Regions from separate parts of the Mus musculus genome. Here region 2 is linked to region 1. A link is a contact called in public HiChIP or PLAC-seq data. All regions are on one chromosome and are shown on one strand. Each heading gives the region's core, a stretch centred on a gene start, on an enhancer-like site or on the middle of the called end of the contact. The rest is flanking DNA. Distances are from core to core; before and after follow the strand shown.

Region 1 (6,401 bases), core at 1,066-3,565:
GTATTTCAAAATGCTAAGCAACAAGGTCAGCTCATTTCATGATCTTAGTACAATACTTAGAACACACCAAACCTCTTTGCCCATTTGGAGATTCCCACCATCAGAGTCTCAAACCAGCTAAGCAAAAGTATTTTACAGCATTAAAGGGAATGGAAACCTTTAGACAGGCTGTGGTATCAGAGCTGCCTTGTGCATTATTCATTTCATCACAATGGGGGGCTAAAACATTCCACAGGATGCAAAAATATCATATGGAGATTGTTTTTGTTTTCTCCCTTTTTCACCAAAATACCAACAAATTGGCATAGATTGTTCGATTACATTATGTTCTTAGTTAGATTTAGTGTACTTCAAACAAAAAGCAGCAATTAAGAGAATCCTGGCTCAGCCAGAGAGGAGGATGCACCCACAGCTGAAGGGTGGTCTCTAAGAAAGTCCCTCCTCACCACTGGGACTTAGTGGCCGGTCTTGGAAGGCTTTTCTGGATGTAATTAAGCAAATGATATGCTGAGCATAACAACGTGGTCCCTGGCAGGACTGACTTAAGGAAGGAAAAGACATTTCATTGCAAATATCAGAAATAACTCCCCACGAGAACGGCACAATAATGCCAAAAAATGGGACTCTGCACTAGAGTTCGTTCCATTTTCCAAAAATAAAACAAACCCAAGCTGCTCTTTATTACAAATTATACTTGGAAGCCCACCACTGGCATTTTCTCATAATTCCTTAATATTTGAATTTTTTAATGAGCTGACTATGGATAATTAACTATAACTCAGTCTTTGAAATCATCGCTACACTGGTTGAAAAACAACAACTAAAAAATAAATAAAGATGAAATTCTTTTCAATGGCAAATGGCATGTTTTAAGGATAATTGTTCCTAAAACATCAATAAATCATGTTATCTTTTCCATAATTTTAAAAACCTCATGCTAGATTACTAAGTACCTACATAATATTTTATTTTAGAAGATTCTAAGATAATGAACTGAAACCCTTATTGTATCTTGATAAACCGAAAATATTTTTACTTTATTATTAAGAGTATAAAATCTGTACTTTAGCCAAATGCAAGCATGAGAATTTGAGCTGGAAATGTCACACATTCAGCTACAGTTTGAAGGAACCCAATTCATAATGCATTTTATAAATAGTTAATGACTTCTATACATAAGCTAACCAGGCAAATCAAGAAATTGTCAACATTTTTAGTCTTAGTTGTCAGTTACCACTGTCTACGGGTGCTCTCTGTGTGGCTTCAGGAGAAGTCTGAAGGTCTGTGCAGTGTGTAACCTACTGCAGTTCCTGGTCTATGCGATAAGGTGCAAGGCTTCAACTGACAGAATTTCAACTATACACCGCCTGCACACATACTCACACACATGCACACACTCACACTTGTTTCACTTTAGTTGTATGCTCGTGTAAACCTTACTCTTTCTATGATTTATACTTCATACTTCAAATGAACTAAATACAGTTTAAAATTTTTATAGAACATATATGAGCAAAATATGGCAAATTAGCAGTAGTTTGCCTTGAGAAGTTGGAGGTACCAAGTTTCTCTCTCAACTCTACAGTGACGACAAAGTGAGTCTGCAACTAAGGAAGTGAGAGTTTCAGATGTAAAGAGATTTGCGTTGATAGGAACAGAATGTTTGCGTACTGGTTGGATGGTTTCCTTAAAGGCCAGTTTGAAAAGAGACACTCGTTCAGGTTGGTCTAAGAATTTGGCTTGAAAGAACCTAACTACTTAACCTAGACCTCAACATTTCCCAACTAACTCAATGTGTCTGGGAGCACACACTGCAAAACGGGGAAGAACGTGAATTAGCTTAGTTTAAATTGATTAAAAATTAAATTAATTTAAGAGTTGTCATCTCTGGCACTGCCTGTTGTATGACTCTATATGGGACACACAGTATCTGCAACTGGAATGAGGGTTCTACAGCCTACCACAAGCAAAAATGTAACAATGAGGTTGGTTTCTTACTAAAGCGTATATGAGAATTTAATTTCCATGGCGTGCACATGGCAAAGCAATTGCTTAAATTGCCTCACCTGGGAATTTACTGCAATGTTATCATCAGACCAGCCACATTGTAAATAGATTTATAATGCTTTCCATGCGCTTGCTTGGTTGCATATGAATTAAGTAATGATCTGGTATTACAATAAAATCAGCTAGTTCCCACACCTGGCAGACAGGATATTTCACTAAATTAATAGCCACCCAGCTACATCACACGGCATAGGAGAGGACAGCATCTCAAAGGCATCTGACTTGAGTCTTACGTGGGAAGCAAATAACACCACGGGTGTGTACAATGCCACTATACTGAATGAGCTGCTGTTCAAGACGGGCTGTTTCTGACATCTGTATGACTGAATTAAGACTTTCTCATTCCCATTCAATCTTGGCCTAATTTCCTTCATTCAGGACTCTAATTACTAATCAGCAATCTGCAACGGTCACAAACACTGAGAAAGCCCTTCATTCTAATCTACATGCTGCAGACAGCCAAATAATTGATACAAAGTGCAATGTGGTTTTGGTGTAATGAAAGGAACAGCTTGTCCCACTTCCTAATCAAATCGGTCTATAGCAGCAGTAGTTAACAGATTTCCCCATAGTTCTAAAACAAACTACTCATGCTGTCCAGATTTTCCATTGCTTCTACCAAGTTTTTCAGGTCCTTATATTTAATAATGCCCATGGTTACCAGGTGATACACCTATTAAAACCTGCTATGCTTTCAGAGCCAAAGAATTTAACTGCTCCAAAGAACTTAACGGCTTCTGTTGTAATTAACACTGAGATATCTACAGAACAGTACGAATTTATATTTATTACCTATCCATATGACTGCTGGGCATCACATCTTACCTAACTTTACCCGGTTCTAATTAAATAACATCACGGCACTGTAATGTTCAGCTAGTAGTTTTGAAAATATATCTATCTTTGGCACCAAGTATTCGATTTCTAACCACACTCCTATCTGTCCACGGCTTGGTTCATCCTTCCATCCATAGAGTAACTTCTATGACAACATCTCACCCTACACAGTTCAGATAAAGGCAAAGTAAACTTGTAAGCAATGGCCTGATCCTGGGCATGCTGCTAGGATGGAAAGGCACAGAAAGAACCCAGACAGCACCTCGGTCAGTCAGTGATCTTGATCATGGAGCATCACAACCCTCATGTCTACAACAGTGATCTTAACAATTACTTCCTGCGGCTAGTGCATGGATTTAATGATGAACAAATGTAAATCTTTCTTAACACTTTGGCTGTGATAACCACAGGAAGCGTGTTCCTCTGAATACAGAGTATGGAGTGAAGCTGACACACACACATGACTAAGAGTACTGATTACTGCATCCTTCCTAAAGACGCTTTCCCAACACACCAAAAGTTGTTTGAGGAACTCCCCATAATTGGACTCAATAATTCTGATATAAATGGTGCTGCAATTGCAGATGGTTTAGGAAAATAAAAAAACCTGACTGTACTTCTCCAATATTATTAGAGGAATTAAGTTTCAATCTTTTAAGGAATTATTCCATGAAGCATGGTTGTCCTTGTTCAGGAGACAGTTTAGATGCTGACCAGTCTAAACATCAAGTGCCTGGCCCACGTGCTGCCAGGACTTGGTATCAGTGAAGAGAATGCATACTCTCATTTTCATTACATATTTATTTACTTATTGTGTGTGCGTGTGCATTCACGTGTATGCATGCATGTGTGCCATGCTGCATATATAAAGGTCAGAGAACAACTTGCATGCGTCAGTTCTCTCCTCCTACCACATGAATTCTGAGCTGAGACACCTCACTGATCCAGGAATGTATTCTGTCTATCCAGCATAAACTTGGAAGGTTTAGGGACCTCATCTACACCAGCAGAGAGGAGATACTAGCACACCCCACTGCTAAGCACAGCCACCAAGTGGAAAAACACCAGATAATTCATCCTTCTTTGGAATGAAATACTAGGAAAACAGAATTAAATTTCTAAAAAATTTTTAAAGTCGTAATCACTCATTATTTTCACTTGTATTTTCAGGAATATTTGACATGTTTAAAACTGGTATTTATGTTTTGGCTGTACATTATGAGATAAATTATACCACATTCCTTAATTGCTTTCTAGAGTGAGCTATAATACACATGTGAATATTTATATGCACATTATGAGGTTACATGTGTATGTATAAACACAGAGACTCACACAAACCCATATGCAATCCATATGGAAAAAGAATTCTCTGGGCTGTGCACCGCTAAAATAGACTTTTATTTAGACTAGGACTGCTGACCACATTGCTGCTCCATCATTTAATGATTTGCAAAACAGGCAGGCCCATGACTCGGGTACCTGCACTTCTTCATTTCCTCCTGCAGCATTTCCAAACTTGGGCTAAGGTTTCTGACTAGCACTGGTATTTCAAAATGCCACAGGAGTTAGCTGAGATCAAGGCCCCACTTGCTTACACACGCTTGTAGTTTATGACTTTAGACACTGATACTGAATATGGTGTGGCTGTGTCCTAAACCATGTTGGCTTGTCAATCAGCAATTGAGTTACATCATTCAGAAAATCAGCTCGTGATAGAATGTGCAGATGTCAGTGCCAGCATCTGAATGTATGCGTGCACAGTGAAAGAAGCCCAACTCTCTAAAGTCTTTCTGAGTATAAAATGAAATAATTCCACAGACTTGACCTGAAATAACACCCACACTGGAAATGATACTCTGATAAGCCAAAGTCGTGCAGCAGATGTTTTGTTTGTATTAAACTCAGCTATCAAAGCAGGGCATACATTAGTGCAATTAACTCACACACCTATAATTTTTCTATGAAATATGCCTAGTATCCTTTGAAAAGCTATTCACAGCATAATTTGGGTAATCCACACATCCAAAAACAAATGATGCTGGGGGCTCTGTGTAACTGACACCGAGAAACTGTGGTGCTCTGAATAGGTATGGGCCTTACAGACTCACGTGTCTGAATGCTTGGCCCATAGGGAGTGGCACTATTAGGAGATGTGTCCTTATGTATGGCCTTGTTGGAGGAAGCATGTCACTGTGGGGATGGACTCTGAGGTCTCCTATGCTAAGGCCTGTGTGTGGGACACAATCCCCTTTTGATGCCTGTGGATCAAGATGTAGAATGCTCAGCTCCTTCTCCAGCACCATGTCTACCTGAAGGCTGCCATGCTTCCCACCATGGCAATAATGGACTGAACCTCTGAACCTGTAAACCAGCCCCAATTAAATGTTTTCTATGGTGGTATGAATATGTTTGGCCAATGAACGTGGTACTATTAGGAGGTGTGGCCTTGTTAAAGTAACTGTGGCTTTGCTGGAGGAGGTTCATCATGGTGGGGTCCTATTCTCAAGCTCCAGCCAGTGTAGAAGATAGTCCTCTCCTGGCTGCCGTCAGATCAAGATGTAGAACTCTTGGCTCCTTCAGTACCACATCGTCTGCACGCTGCCATGCTTCCTATCATGATGATAACGGACTGAACTTCTATCTGAACCTGTAAACCAGCCCCAATTAAATGCTGCCTTTATAAGAATTGTCTTGGTCATTGTGTCTCTTCACAGCAGTAAGGCAAGCTAAGACAGAAGTTGGTACCAGGAAATGGAGTATTGCTGTGATAGATGTGACTGTGATTTGGTTTGATTTGGGTTTTGGAAAGCTGTGGACTGCTTTAAGTGGAGCTTAATGGGCCATACTAGCAGACACAGGGAAAACTGTGCCCTTGAGAGTGAGTGATTTGAACTGTGGGGGTTACAGAGGAGAAGGATTTAAGTATATAGCCTAGAGATGGGTCTTGTAATATTTTGGTAAAGAATGTGGCTATTCTTTGCCATTGACTGAAGTCTGCCTGAGGTTAAGGTGAAGAGTCTGATTAATTGCATTGACCAACGGCAATCTCAAAAAAGCCTAGCATAGATTTTGTCCTCTGGTTTACTCTCATGAAAAGTGTTTTGATCAAGCATACCAAGCTTAAAAAGGGAAAAATACAAGATGTACGGTTCAAGTAATAAAGGGCCACCAGGAAGTAGAATAGAGCTAAATCCTGTGTTCTAGGATTGTAAATGGAATTAAGGGAATGGTGACCGCAGAGCAAAATCTTACACAGCTAATCAATGTGTTCCAGTTGAACAAGGGACGATTACATCATGTTAGGCATTATTATAACCTGGTTATTGTTTTCTATTTTACTTTTAATCTGGAATGAACTACAATCCAGAAATGGAAGGCATATCTGTAATCTAGATTTTGAGGCTGGAAGACACAGGCTTTTGATCTGAATCATGAGGCATAGTGGCCTTGAAAAGCTTAGTACAGTAACCACCTACTGTTGTCACACTCACTCC
Region 2 (6,401 bases), core at 1,945-4,444, 550 kb before region 1:
TCTAACTGCCGTCCCTGCTCACAGACTGTTAGCTGGTGCATGCCATTCAATGCCACGCTACTTTCTCAGCACTGTAAAACAATGTCAGCTAACAAGCTCCTCCTTACAGATAAGTGGGCTTTAAACACAAAACAACCAAAGAGAAAAACAAAGAGCAAAATAACAGGTTTTTTTTTTTCCGTTGTTACTTTGTTTTAGTTTTTTTTAAAGCAGCCTGCCCCAACGCACTTATCCCAACATCTTAAAAAAAAAAAAAAGTGCGTGGGAATGCTCACTGCCAAGTTCAAGTTCTGACTCTTTCACACCTTGGGGGTGGGTGGGGTGCGGGTAGGGAGATGACACAGTGGCTCTCTGCTCAGTATGCGGGACAGCCAGTCATTCACTAGGCGGGCCAGTTCCAAGATGCTGGCTTTCAAAGGAAAAGCTTCAGTACCTGTCTTAGTGTGTTAAGGTCATGGTTGTCAGCCCTTGCCACCAGGGACATGTTCTTTGCAAGAACAGGGAGGAAAGAGGGGGGGCGGGGGAGGAAACGATATGAAATTAGCAAGGGAAATCTGAAGAATGAGAGTTTATTAGTTATTGATGCCGGTGGAGGAAAGTAGATGTGAATGGGGGCAAAATAAATCGACCCGCTAAGGCAGCAGAAGGATAGAAGGCTCTGATTGCTCCCAAGACCTCAGAATGGTCATATACCTGCAGGGTTTGCACCATAAAGTCTGTCGGTCAAGCCCGAACAGTGCCCGACACTTCTTTGGCGTATTTGCATCTGTTAGCATAAGGTAAACACAAAAAAAAAATACAACACAATGGTGGGTCGTGTTCAGTTGGATGTGAGACCTCCACTAATTGTCTTCTCCATCATCTTGGCTCTACTTGACAACTGTCCCTCATCAAGGGTTTGAAAGAAAGGAACTTCTATGAGCCAAACCAAAAAATAAAAATAAAAAAAAATCAAATAAAACAACAAAATGCACACGCACACACATACACACAAAGGAAAACAACAACTGGAAACCAAAAACAACAATGAAAAATAAACAAAAGGAGAGAGAGATAAGAGGAGGGGTGGAGGTGACATCATTGGCTTCTACCTAGGCCAGGATGATCACATCCTGAGCTATCACAAGGCAGGGGGTTGGCAGGCAACATTCCCTGGTCGAGGGCACGCTGGAGTCTGAGTCTCGGCCCTGAGGAGGCACACACTGTTTTACAGTGGCATTCTGGGTAGCGGCAGCTGGCAGACAAGCACATCCCTCGTGGAGCCCACACACTGGCAGGGTCCCCGCTCCCTGGTATTTCCTACGATCCACACACAAAGCTACAAAGCAACAGGCCAGAGTGGGAAGGAACGGAAGAGACAGCTGCAAACCAGCACAGCGAATCTGGGAGACTATACACACCTGCAGGGGCCGCACCAGTTATTCTGTTGATCAAGGCCAAAGCGCGCTCGGCATTTCTTAGGAGCGCTCAGGTCTGAATGAGTTCAAGAAAGGAGCGAGCAGAGGAGGAGGAGGAGGAGAAGGGAGAGGGAGAGGAGGAGAAGGAGGAGGAGGAAGAAGAGGAGGAGGAGGAAGAGGCAGGGAGAGAGAGAGAGAGGAGAGAGAGGGAGGCCAAGAGAAGGGGAAGGGAGGGGGGAGAGAGATACAAACAAGAAAAAAATAAAAATAAAAAAAGGGAATAAATCAATGACCGGGTTACTAATAGCAAAATATTGACTTTTTTCTTTCTTTTTTTTTTTTTAAACTTTCTTTAATTAAAAAAAAAAAAGTAAAAAAAAAAAAATCACACTTATTCAACTTGTGCAAGTAGCTGTCGCAAATAAAGCTGCAGTATCCCTTATCAAGGACTGTCAGATCCGGTTCCAGCCGCCCAAAGGCGGTAACGGCCAAGAACTTGCTCTTTCAATTATTTTTTTTTCCTCTGTTTGTTTTTTAGTTCTGCTTTTTTTTTTTTCTCTCTCTCTCTTAATTTTCTTTTTCTCAAAGAAGAAAATAAAGCGAGGGAAGGTTAAATTCATAACATGCTTTTTTCTTCTGAGTACCACAGTTTTGAAAAGAAACAAATGAACAAAAAAAAAAATAAAAACTACAAATAAACACAGAACGAAATGAAGCAAAAACAGAAAGAAATAAAGAAAGAAAAAGGTTGTGGGTATTGGGATATTGCAGCTTTTGGGATGTCTTTTTTTTTCTTTTCTTTTTTTCTTTTTTAATCTACTTTCATTAATATTAAGAGGGAAGAGAGGGTAAACAGGCCATGAGCTGTTAAATGTTAGGAGCTCCTAGCAGGCTTGGAAGCAGGCATGGTCAGTAAACTGCTAGCAGATTTGTAGATGATAAAAGCCAAAAAAGCGAAAGGAAGAACAAACAAACAAACAAACAAAAATAAATAAATAAAAAGCAAAGGAAAAAAATCATACTGCGATGGCATGCTGGCGTGAGGAAACTTAGTGGGGCAACAGAAAAAAATGCCATTAGATTAAGGAGGTTTATTACTGAGTTTGTTCCGTTTTTGTTTTCTTTATCAGTCTCTTTTAAAGAAATACTGCATATTCAATTTGCACAGTTAGTTCAGCTCTAAACCACTGTTCAATGCTGCATAAACCACTGTTACAGGAACAATAGATAAAATGAGACAGAAGTTAAAGTAAAAATAAATAAATAAATAAATAAATAAATAAAATCAACGAAAGCAAAACTGGAAAAAAAAAAAATCTACCGAAACATAACGCAACCATGTAGATGATCGTTTTAAAGGGTGTTCAAATGTTGTATATGTTTAATGTTAATAAGACTATAGATGGCAAGAAAAATGAAAAAAAAAAAACAGTTTATCAAACTATTTTAACGACTCAAAAGCACATTAGCACCTGTGATCGGAGGAAGCGAAAGGCAAGGATTTAGGAAACATTCGCTGTGTTCTGAAAAAAAAGAACAAATTACACAAAGCCTTCAAAATTGTTTTTGTTTTTGTTTTTGTTTTTGTCAAAACCTGGTCTTCTCCAAGGGACCTTGATTGCCTATGCAGTATTTCTAGTTTCTTCCTACTGAATGACAAACCTCCTTAATTTAAAATGGGTGCAATTTACCACTGTAAAGGCATGCATTGAAACATTCAGGATCAGCCCAGTTAAAACCCGACACTCACACACGCCCCTCCTGGCCCCCTCGCCTCCTCATCCCTCTTCAGACACACACAGAATAAGCAGGCTGTCTAAAGCCCGGTGGAGGCGTGACTGACGCTGGCCCTCTAGTTACAGGCTTGGCAGTTAATTTAAAAACACATTCCGCTAGGGTTACAACGGGCTTTTCATGCAACAATGGATGCTACTAGCTTTAAAAGGGCAGTCATGAAGCAATTAATTAAAAAACACATAAACAAAAAAGGCTGCCTAAGATGGGTTCCCCGCAATGTCCTGGCCTTGGATTTCTCCTGCCTCCCCCAGAGGGAAGCCTGACATAAGAGTGGTCCTCCAACCTCCACCTCCCTGACTCTCCTCGCTCACCGTTGGTTTCCCCCGGCTGCTTGTCTCTTTTTCTCTTCTTCTTCTTCCCCTGGATGGACAGAAGAAATGCAGGAGATTAGGCCAAGAAATAGACAAGGAGATAGAGGTCTGGGTTCATAGGGCAGGGGAGCCAGAAGAGGGGACCAGTCTGCCATCACTACCTCTCTCCCAAATCTATCTAATCTAATCCTTGAACACTGCCTAGCTGGGGGTCAAGGCAGGGGTAGGATGGGGGAGACACACATTTCTTGGGAGAAAAACAGGGGCCCAGCAGGTAGATATGATAAGACCTCATGGCCTTCATCCATCTTTAACCTAACCCAGAGGATCTGATTCCATAAAGAGGAAGAGAAGGAGGCAAGAAAGATTCAGGGAGGGATGGAGAGCCACAGCAGGAAGCAGGATGAGTCCACTTCCAAGGGTGTAGAGAAACCTGGGAGCCTCCAGTGGTCCACAGCTGGCCTAGCTACCCCACAGTCTCTCACTATGAAGGCCAAAGTGTCCCTACCAAAATGGTTTCTTTCAGAAATGGAGCGTGACCCTTCTTTTTTTTTTTTTTTTCTTTTTAATGGTACAGAGTTGGGGTGGGGGTGTTTACAAAAGAAAGCCAATGGGGAAGTTCAAAACTGCAGGGCGGACATGCATAAGCCCAGGGAAGGGATCTCTCATTCTCTTATGCCGGCTACAGATTCCTCTGATGATACCCCAACAACCATATCATAACATAACCATAACAGAGATTACAACCCACAGATGCATGTATTACGCCCAACACTCAGCATCTCATGCCTTAGTCCAGCCTGCTTTAAACGCACACAGGTAGCCTACAGGTGGGCAACGCTGTCTACCAGAAAGCCTGCCTTAGTGTAAAGCATTGAGTGGCTTGTGCCACGGACTGCATGCTTTCTTAAGTGTGGAAAGAAGAATGGCTTGTAAGGGTGCGCTTCCACAACATCACGAGGTTGAAGAATCCTAAGTTTAACCATGGCAAACCAGGAGGTGTCTGTATAACCCATATTGTCATGCTGTGAGAATGGCTAGCTCCTAACAAATATGAAAATTATGGACTGTTCTAAGTCTAGCTTTTCACTGTAACAGCCATTCCTAACACTAACAATGGCCAGCATTTGTCAAGTACACATAAGAAACCAGGCATGACCAAACCGGCAACAGCTCTACACAACACACATGTTGTCATCCTCCCAATGACACAGATAAGGAAACAGGGACAGAGAGGCTAGGAAATATTTTTGAGATGTCACAGCTAAGACAAGGTGGAGGCAGGAATAAACCCAAATGGTCTCAAAGCAATTGCTTCAGTCCCAGACCACGTCTTCTACCAAGTACTGTAGAAGTACGCGGCTCTCCACAGAAGCCATTCTTTGATACCGCAGGGATGGAGAGACTGCCTTACGTCATTATCGCCCATCAGCCTGACTCTATCAAATGAATGAGCAAGGATCTGGGGTATGCCAGCCCAACTGCAGGGCAGCAGGGAGGCTCTCCAGGCCATGTGAGGCACCTGCAGCCTTACAGACCTGTATGCTTGAGACTCTCTAAATGTTGCCACCTTGGCTTAAAGGCTTTCCTGGGGCAGTGACATCATCAAAGAGAGAAGGATCAATGTATGTGTAGCAACCCTATGGCTGTGTCAGGCTTGAATGAATCCAAATATTCAGAGAGGGCTTCTCAGACATCTGAGTGTATTGTCTGTGCCGTGGCCCTGTGTGCAGGTATACACTAGATCCTTTTGTGTTTCTTGGCATGCAATGGGAAAACAAGGTAAGGAAAAGTCACATGGCTCTCTGAGTGGGCAGGTGGGCTTGACAACAGTTGACTTAGGAACCAGAAAAGGGACTCAAGAGAAACAGTATAGCAGGAGGCTGTTTGTATCACCCGCAAACACACTCCAGGGCCATCCCTACAGAATTCTCTGCTATGCCGTGACACCTGGAATGAGAACATGTCCACGGTTGAGCAAAGTGCTGTGCAGATTACCAACTCCAAGTGGACCGGGATGGGGTTTTAATGGGACGAGGACATGAGTATGTAAGTGGAGGCCACTTCCTCTTTAACTGTAACAAGAAAAAGCGTAAGAGATGAACAAAAGAAAGAAAACAAGTGGGCACATAGAACCTTTAAGTCAGGAAGGAAGAAGGAATGCTCTACTGTGATGCGGGGTCAACTGGCTGTTACAATGGTACCCAGCTAGCTTCTCCTAGGGTCCTGAAGGACAGGTCAAGTCTGAGCACACAGATTGGGTTTCATTCTAATGTACTTCCTTAAGGTGGTGACATAAAGGCACACTTGGCTGGAAAGACAGGAGGAGCTGACTCAGGACACATTTCCCAGTAGAACCTCCTGGGCTTCACGGTAACCGTGGCTATCTGCAGAAGCTCCATCATCAAATTGGTGAAAAAGGACCTGTCAACCGGTTCTCACCAGAATCAAACCCACAGAGGCTTCAGGTGTGAAATTCTTGACCCCACTGTCTTCCCTAGAGCACAGAAGGAAGGAGCAAGCGCACACTCTCACACGTGTGTGACGAGACGCCGAGACAGGAGGAGCCTGAGAGCCAAGAGATCAAGTTCCCGCAGTCCTGCATCCGAATTGCCTCTAAACTATCCCTCCCATTACCTCAGTGGCTCCTATTAGCCAGCTACCTTCCCATGCAGTAGTAAGGGGAAGTCAGGGCATTGCCATGGGAACCTTCTGAAAAGTCTAGAGAGCACATCACAGAAGGCTTTGGACAGTGTCTAAGGGACTCCCTGCAAGTCAGACTCGAATGCTTCTGACACTGCCACCAAGTCTGCCTGTCTCTTTGAGAGAATTCATTCTGAACAATCTGGGGGGTAGGGGGGGACACCTACCCTGCGCCTAGTGTGAATGGCACCAA

What was found. HiChIP or PLAC-seq counts read pairs in DNA pulled down with a chosen protein or histone mark.
Region 2: a contact with region 1 is called in an H3K4me3 HiChIP or PLAC-seq map of embryonic basal ganglia, with 3 times the contacts expected there. The contact joins two enhancer-like sites. A contact is called at or near these places in 1 of 15 datasets of contacts at CTCF or cohesin (the NIH/3T3 cell line), 1 of 484 Hi-C or Micro-C datasets (bone marrow-derived macrophages) and 7 of 115 datasets of contacts at active chromatin or transcription factors (embryonic basal ganglia, embryonic forebrain, embryonic midbrain and 1 more).

The regions. Positions count from the first base shown.
Region 1 is chr19:55,372,570-55,378,970 of GRCm38.p6, reverse strand. The region is part of intron 3 of Vti1a (vesicle transport through interaction with t-SNAREs 1A); the gene reads right to left. Among named protein-coding and RNA genes, the nearest start is that of Vti1a, 60 kb to the right of the region's middle. Within about 2 kb of position 2,315, at least 12 of the 459 cell types and tissues checked have an H3K27ac peak or open chromatin away from gene starts, as enhancers often do. A contact at or near this core is called in embryonic basal ganglia, where this site is marked.
Region 2 is chr19:55,921,049-55,927,449 of GRCm38.p6, reverse strand. It overlaps Tcf7l2 (transcription factor 7 like 2, T cell specific, HMG box), which reads right to left. Exons shown (of 15, transcript NM_001331146.1): 12 at 3,506-3,554; 13 at 2,870-2,920; 14 at 1,401-1,473. Among named protein-coding and RNA genes, the nearest start is that of Gm52391, 14 kb to the left of the region's middle. Within about 2 kb of position 3,194, at least 34 of the 459 cell types and tissues checked have an H3K27ac peak or open chromatin away from gene starts, as enhancers often do. A contact at or near this core is called in embryonic basal ganglia, where this site is marked.